Regions from separate parts of the Sus scrofa genome. Here region 1 is linked to region 2. Evidence: chromatin contacts called from public Hi-C data. All regions are on one chromosome and are shown on one strand. The core of a region is the stretch at or near the end of the contact, and the rest is flanking DNA. Distances in the headings are between cores, read along the strand shown. Region 1 holds the start of MARK2 (serine/threonine-protein kinase MARK2). Region 2 overlaps MARK2 (serine/threonine-protein kinase MARK2).

Region 1 (3,324 bases), core at 367-2,866, 45 kb before region 2:
CAGGCCACAGCAGCAACCCAAGCCATGGTGGTGACAATGCCAGGTCCTTAACCCACTGCACCACCAGGGAACTCCTGTTGACTTGTTGCTCGACCTTGGTCTCTGGCTCTTGTGGGGATTCTCGCTTCTGCCTATCTTAGGGTGAGTTTGGGGGGATGGTTTTCTAAAATGACTAGGGCATGATGAGTGGGGGCCACTTAGAACCAGGGGAATCAGATCAGTCAGCCTACTGCCTCTCCCTGGTGAGACAGTCTACGGGGTAGTTGAAGAGAGGACTCAGGTTGGCACATGGACTTCCTGTTAAAGATAGGGGCCCTGCAGAGATGAGAGGGACCCCAGAGCTCATGAATCTGGTGGTCTCAATTTACTGATAGGGAAGCTGAGACCCAGGGAAGGAAAGGGATTTTTCCAGGTGCTCATTCTTTGGGCCATCCTAAGGAATCTTCATTTTCAGCCAGTTGCTCTTTTCTTTCCCATGAATTTCCTTAGAAGGGATAACTGAAATGTGTATTAAGACGAGAATGTCTCTCCTGCCCTACCTCACAGGGGTATTTAAAAAGGGAACTGGTGTGACTCAATATTGCCATAGAGCGATGTCATTTTGTGCTATTTTGAACAATTAAAAGACTTTTTTTTTTTTTCTGAAGGAAAAAAAAGGCAACTGAAATTCAAAGATGTTATTTAGAATGTCATCACTGGAACAAAGGCATGGATTCTTTCAAGATAGGGACATTGAGGAGTCTAAACATAGAGATGTTATGTGTTTTTCCAAGATCACACAGCATTTTCACTGTGCAGAGCTGGGGGTGGAATGCCAGGGCTGGGGGGACCTCTGCAGCCTCTGGCATTGGAAGCCAAGGACGTTGACCTAGTGCTTGCCTGAGACCTTGAGGAGCCCTGTGGACTAGATGTGGGATGCATGGATAGATAAATAGAAGCCACGATAGACAATAGCAGGTGATGAACGGTAGGTAGACAGGTAGCAGACTAACGCTGCATCTGACAGATGACACACATGTTGATAGATAAACTGGATGAGAAATGAAATGGAATTTATGGGCTGACTTTAGAACCAAAGGATGCCAATAGCTAACAGCTTCGTTTTCTATTTAGTCAAATAGTAACACGCACAGGGGATCCACACTCCCTGTTCAAGGTTTGAAAATACCCGGAAACTGACGGAAAGAAACGAAGAGTCAGAATCTGGGTACCACCCGAGGGAATGACCCGAAGCTCGCCCGATCTCGGGTGTTGCCGGAAATGGCCGACGACCGCCGTCGGCTGCTGGGCGGGATGGGGGCGTGGCCGGCTCACGGCACGAGGAGCAGCTTCGGGTGTTTCCGGAAACAGCCGAGAGCCCGCGAAGTGGGCGGGGAAAAGCCTGTGGGCATCGCTGGAGTACCCGGGGAGGCTTCGTGGATTTCCGTAAACAGAGCCGAAGCTTGATCTTCGGAATCGAGGAGGTGCGCGCGTCCCCGGGGCTACCTTCTTCGGGTGTTTCCGGAATTCACCCGTAGTCCGTGGCCGGGAGGAGAAGGCGCGCCCCCCTCCCGTTTCAAGCCGCTTCGGATGTTTCCGGCTGCTGCCGGCGGAAAGAGCCGAGGGCCGGCGGTGGTGGCGGCCATGTTGGGAGCAGCAGGTCCGGCGGCGGCTGCCTGGGTGCCGGGCGCGGAGCAGTGCCGCTGAGGGCAGGGGAGGAGCGAGGCAGGCGGCCGGCTGCGGCGGCAGAGAGTAGGCGGAGCGGCGCGGCCCGGCCGAAAGGCGGCACAGCCCAGCCGGGGGTCGGGGGGGTGCGGTCCGGAGCCGCTCGGAGCCGGCGCGGCCTAGCCCGAGCGGCGCATCCCCGGGCTGGCGTGAGCGGCAGCCCGGCCTCCCCGCACCCCCGGCCGGGGCCCATGCGGCGGGTGCCCCTGCTGTGAGAAGCCCCGCCCGGCCGGGCTCCGCGCCTTCCCTTCCCTCCCTTCCTCCAAGCTTCTCGGTTCCCTCCCCCGAGATACCGGCGCCATGTCCAGCGCCCGGACCCCCCTACCCACGCTGAACGAGAGGGACACCGAGCAGGTAAGGAGCCTGAAGGCTCCCCGAATTCTCTGGCTGGGCCCCTGCACCTTGCAGAGCCTCCTCCCTCCTCAGTTCTCCTCGTGCCCCTGCTGCCGTTCTGTAAGCCTCGGCTGCCCTGTCATCTGGCTCCTGGCACCGCACATCCCCCTTCCGAGTCCTGTCCTGGGACCCACCTCGTCCAGACTCCAAGCTGCACACTTGTCTTTCTGCCGACCCCCCCGTCTCCCCTCACCGCCCTCCTGCGCTCTTCCGTGTTACCTCCCCAGCTTCCTCTTCTCTTCCCTTTTTCTCTCAGGGGCCTTTCTGGTCTTCCTCCACCCACGCTTAAAGCAGCCACCCTCCTGCTCCCCCAGTAGCACCCTGCGATTTGCCCCAGATCGTTGTCCACCTCTTCCTCCATCCCTCCAGCCTTGCGTCCCCTCCGCCCGCACCGGTTCTCCCAGTCCCGGTTCCCACCCTCGGGGGCCTTGCCCTGGAGTGTGTTCTCAGTCCCTATCCTCTTCCAGTTCCCTAGCGTTTTATGCTGCCTCTTGCTTCTCCACATTGTGCTCGCCGTCTTGCTTGCAACCCACCAGCTCCACCCTCATCACCTTTCCAAATCGTTCGCCTACTCTTGGCTCATCACTTTCCCTTCTCTTCTCCAGGAGCTCCCTGGTGCCTCGCGCTGGCATTTGTTGCTTCCGTGTTTCCCATCCAGCTGTCATGCGCATAGTTTTCCCACAGGTTGTCTTGGGGGTTCCAGTCTTCACCCCCGTCAGAGCCTTTGGATTGGTCACGATCTCTTCCTCTGGGGTGCCCCGGTCTCCTGTTTCTCACTGTGAGCACTTTACCAGTCTGCTCCCTGAGCTCTTCCTGCCGAGGGGAAGACATTATTTCAGCCCCACTCCATTAACCGCAACCTGTTGCTCAGATCTTTCCCGGCCCCGCTGCATCACCGTCCTTCCCTTTTTGTCCTTAGACCGCGACGCAGACCGTGACGCTTCCTTGTCTCCACTCCTGCCTCTGGCCCTCTCCATAGTATCTCCCCCCTTGCTTGTTGCCTTCCGGTTTCTCTACCCCCACCCTGTCTTCCTTACTGTAGCTCTTGCTCAGGATTGCCTTTCATCTCCATATTAGTCTCCTGCCTTTTTCGCCTCATCCTTATTTTCCCTGCATGTGCTCCTACCCACCCCCTTGTGATTGGCTAGTCTTTGTAACTCTGGGGCCGGGTATTTTGCATGCTGGTTTCTTGAGCCTCACACTCCCCCTCGTCCTGGCAATCACTGC
Region 2 (3,391 bases), core at 198-2,697:
AGGGGCTCACCGAGCATGCACCAGTGTTCTCTGCCTCTCTGGGTCCAGGACGGGCAGAACCGTCACTTGACTGTCCTGGACACCAGGCTTGAAACCAGCCCTTCATGGCTGCCCTGTGGAGTCCCCTCCTGTGAAGGCTGAAGGTGCTGGGGCTCCCAGCCGGGAGGGTCCCTAGTATCTCTTGTCAGCCTCCAGCTGGGCTGCAGCTGGCTTAGGAGGGCTTGACCTGGATGCGGAAGTCTCGTTGACAATGAGACGTCTTGCTTCGAGGACAGGCTTTAGAGTATTTAGGAACTAAACTTAATGGCCGTCATGGTTTTCTTTATTGAGCATTGGATAAGGCATTGTGCGTGCGTCCTGTCACCTAAGTAGCGTGAAAGAGGGAATGTTTCTTTGCCGCTTTACAGATAAGGAAACTAGCACTAGTAAGTGGAAGAGCCAGGAGCGGGCAAGTCCTGGTGCCTGGAGCTCCTCCGCGCCCACTAGACCCTCTCCCGGCTCCGTGTGTGGGATTGTCTCACAACGGTCATCTTAGATGATTTACTCCTCCCTTTGTAATAATTTCATCTCCTGCTTAGGAGGAGGTCGATAATAAAATTAACATTATTGAGTAAGTGGCAGTTTCGAGCTTTGAGCGCTGGCAGTTTGTCTCGGCATCTATGCTTTTAAACCACACCTCTTTGTCCTCGGAAGGAGGAGGGTTGTCGCTGTTCCTTGAAGTTCACTGTGCAGCTCGAGGAGGGGGTGCTGTCCTGCTCTGCCACACAGAGCGTCCCTTGGGGCTGGAAACATGGGAAGGGATGGGCAGAGCTCAGGATAGGCAGTGGGATTCCCCGATTTGGCTTCAGAGGGCAAAGGGCCCCAGTCCTTAGGTGGACACGGAATCCTCATTCCTCATTTGAGAACTTGGAGACCGCCAAGCCTCTGCTGCCTTTGGCTCCTGTGCTCAGAAAAGAGGGGAGTGATGAGAAACTTAGGAGGCGAATTAGAGGTTGCCAAGGGAACGTTTCCACCCATCTTGCTCTCTTGGGAGTTGGGGCAGAAGGAGGGTTTTCCCTATTTCCAACCCCTTAGGGCTGAAAAGCAACTAGTTGGGGAAGCACACTTCTTGCCAAAGGAACCCTGGACAGTTCCTTGGGTGGTAGCAAGTCATTTGTTTTTTTCTGTGGTTTTTGAGGGTTTCACTTACAGCCAGAGAGGCCTGTGAAAGAAAGAACTTCGAGTCACACTTCTCTGGTCACCCTGCTCCCCTCCAAACCATCTCCTTGAAGGGTCCAAGGCAGCTCAGGGTGGTTCCGGGATGAGGCGCTGACAGCACTTTATCCCCACTGTGCTGAGGCGATGGCACCAGCTGCCCTGGAAGAGGTACATCGGGTCCTGACCAGAGTTAGACAGACTCCTGACAGCCGGAGGGAGATGCATGTCACATCCCGTGCAGTTGACACATTCAAGCGTGCAGTTTAGCGGCTTTGAGTAAATTCACAGCTGTGTATCCGTCACCACCATCGGCATTTCATTAGAACCGTGGCTGTTTCATCCACAGTTGGTATATCCATTGATGGACATCTGTGTCATTCTCACTTCGGGGCTGTAGGAACGTGGGGTGTTATGAGGGTAAGTTGGTGTACGAGTTGCTTTTGGGTGTGTAGCTAGGAGTGGAATTGCTGGATCGTGTAGAACTCTACGTTCAGCCCTTTGAGGACCGCACAAGTCTTCATACAGATGTGTGTTTTCATCTGGCCTGTGCCTTTTTTTTTTTTTTTTTTTTTTTTTTTTTTTGTCTTTTTGTCTTTTTCTAGGGCCGCACCCGCGGCATATGGAGATTCCCAGGCTAGGGGTCCAATCGGAGCTGTAGCTGCCAGCCTACACCACAGCCACAGCAACATGGGATCCGAGCCGCGTCTGCAACCTACACCACAGTTAATGGAACACCGGATCCTTAACCCACTGAGCAAGGCCTGAGATCAAACCTACAGCCTCATGGTTCCTAGTCAGATTTGTTAACCACTGAGCCACCATGGGAACTCCTGGCCTGTACTATTTTTGTATTATGTTTATGTATGTGTTTGGTGCCAATTGTTGTCATTTCTGCTTCCTCACACCCAAATTACTTGAGCTATGGGGTATCTGAGGAGGGCAGATTATGGCCTTGCTCAGACCCTGTCATTGAACTTTCTCACTGCATTGAGCATCTAGCATAATCTGGTCTGTCTAGGTACTGGGATGTGTCAGTGACTAAATGATACATGCCTGCCTTCATGAACTTCCATTCTTACCAGATAAGCAACAGATCCATACAAAGTGGTACATAATAAAGAGAAGTGTTAAGCATTGGGTGATGACGCGTGCTTTGCAGTAATTCTGATCATGTTGCTTCTGCAACGTATCAACATGTGTGACCTTATCAAAATGTGAACAGGCAACAGGGAGGATGATAGACGATGCTCTCCCACATGAGATGGAAAAACCGTTGGCTTATTGACAGTGGATGTATTGTCAGGCAGTGGAGCCAGTGTTGGGACAGCTCAGGTCCTACGTTCCAGTGCCCGCAGGATATTGATGCTGGACCTGAGGCTGTGCTCCTTTGGAGTGAAGGTGGACTCGCTTCCCAGCGCCTTTTCTCCCCCCCGCCCCCTTAGGACTCATTCTCTGTGTGCTCATCAGCCCCCTGGGATCTGCCCCTGTGCCCAGCCTCTTACTTTTCTTTGCAGAGAGCTAAAGGCAAGGGTGTGGGGAACTGCAAGGGCAGCATGCTTAAAGGTGTGTGTGCTTCCACCCTGCAGCCCACCTTGGGACACCTCGACTCCAAGCCCAGCAGTAAGTCCAACATGCTGCGGGGCCGCAACTCAGCCACCTCTGCTGACGAGCAGCCCCACATTGGCAACTATCGACTCCTCAAGACCATCGGCAAGGGTAACTTTGCCAAGGTGAAGCTGGCTCGGCACATCCTGACCGGGAAAGAGGTGAGCGCTTGGGTTGGGGACGTGGCAGCATCTCCCCGTTCTGACACCCGCCCAGCAGGTAGTGGTGGGACCACTGTCACAGCCACTGTCTTGTTTATTAGGCAGAAACAGAACAGACAGGGGTGCCAAGAGGGATGAGGCCAAAAGAAGGCGGGAATGTAAAGGAGGAAGTAGATTTGAGTCCCCAGAGAGGTAATTTTGGGCTTTCTGTCTCTTGTTCAGGTAGCTGTGAAGATCATTGACAAGACTCAGCTGAATTCCTCCAGCCTCCAGAAAGTAAGCACACAGTAGTACCTCCCCTCCCTTTTTTAAAAATTTTGTTTTTGTTTTTTGGCTGCCTCGCGGCATGTGGAGTTCCCGGGCCAGGGATCAGATCCGAGCTGCCTGCCGCTGCAGCAGTGCTGAATCCTTTAACTCACTGTCCTGGG

What was found. Hi-C and Micro-C count contacts between places; a contact is called where the count stands out from the background.
Region 1: a Hi-C map of blood shows a contact between it and region 2, with 2.2 times the contacts expected there. The contact joins the promoter of MARK2 here to the enhancer-like site in region 2. A contact is called at or near these places in 2 of 5 promoter capture datasets (both in liver), 21 of 47 Hi-C or Micro-C datasets (alveolar macrophages, blood, embryonic fibroblasts and 8 more) and 2 of 2 datasets of contacts at active chromatin or transcription factors (alveolar macrophages and skeletal muscle).

Annotation. Positions count from the first base shown.
Region 1 is chr2:8,214,259-8,217,582 of Sscrofa11.1, reverse strand. MARK2 (serine/threonine-protein kinase MARK2) reads left to right here and starts at 1,616. Exons shown (of 18, transcript XM_021082895.1): 1 at 1,616-2,058. The coding sequence starts at 2,005.
Region 2 is chr2:8,168,932-8,172,322 of Sscrofa11.1, reverse strand. It overlaps MARK2 (serine/threonine-protein kinase MARK2), which reads left to right. Exons shown (of 18, transcript XM_021082895.1): 2 at 2,784-2,963; 3 at 3,186-3,239. Among named protein-coding and RNA genes, the nearest start is that of RCOR2, 24 kb to the right of the region's middle. Within about 2 kb of position 1,447, at least 1 of the 83 cell types and tissues checked has an H3K27ac peak or open chromatin away from gene starts, as enhancers often do.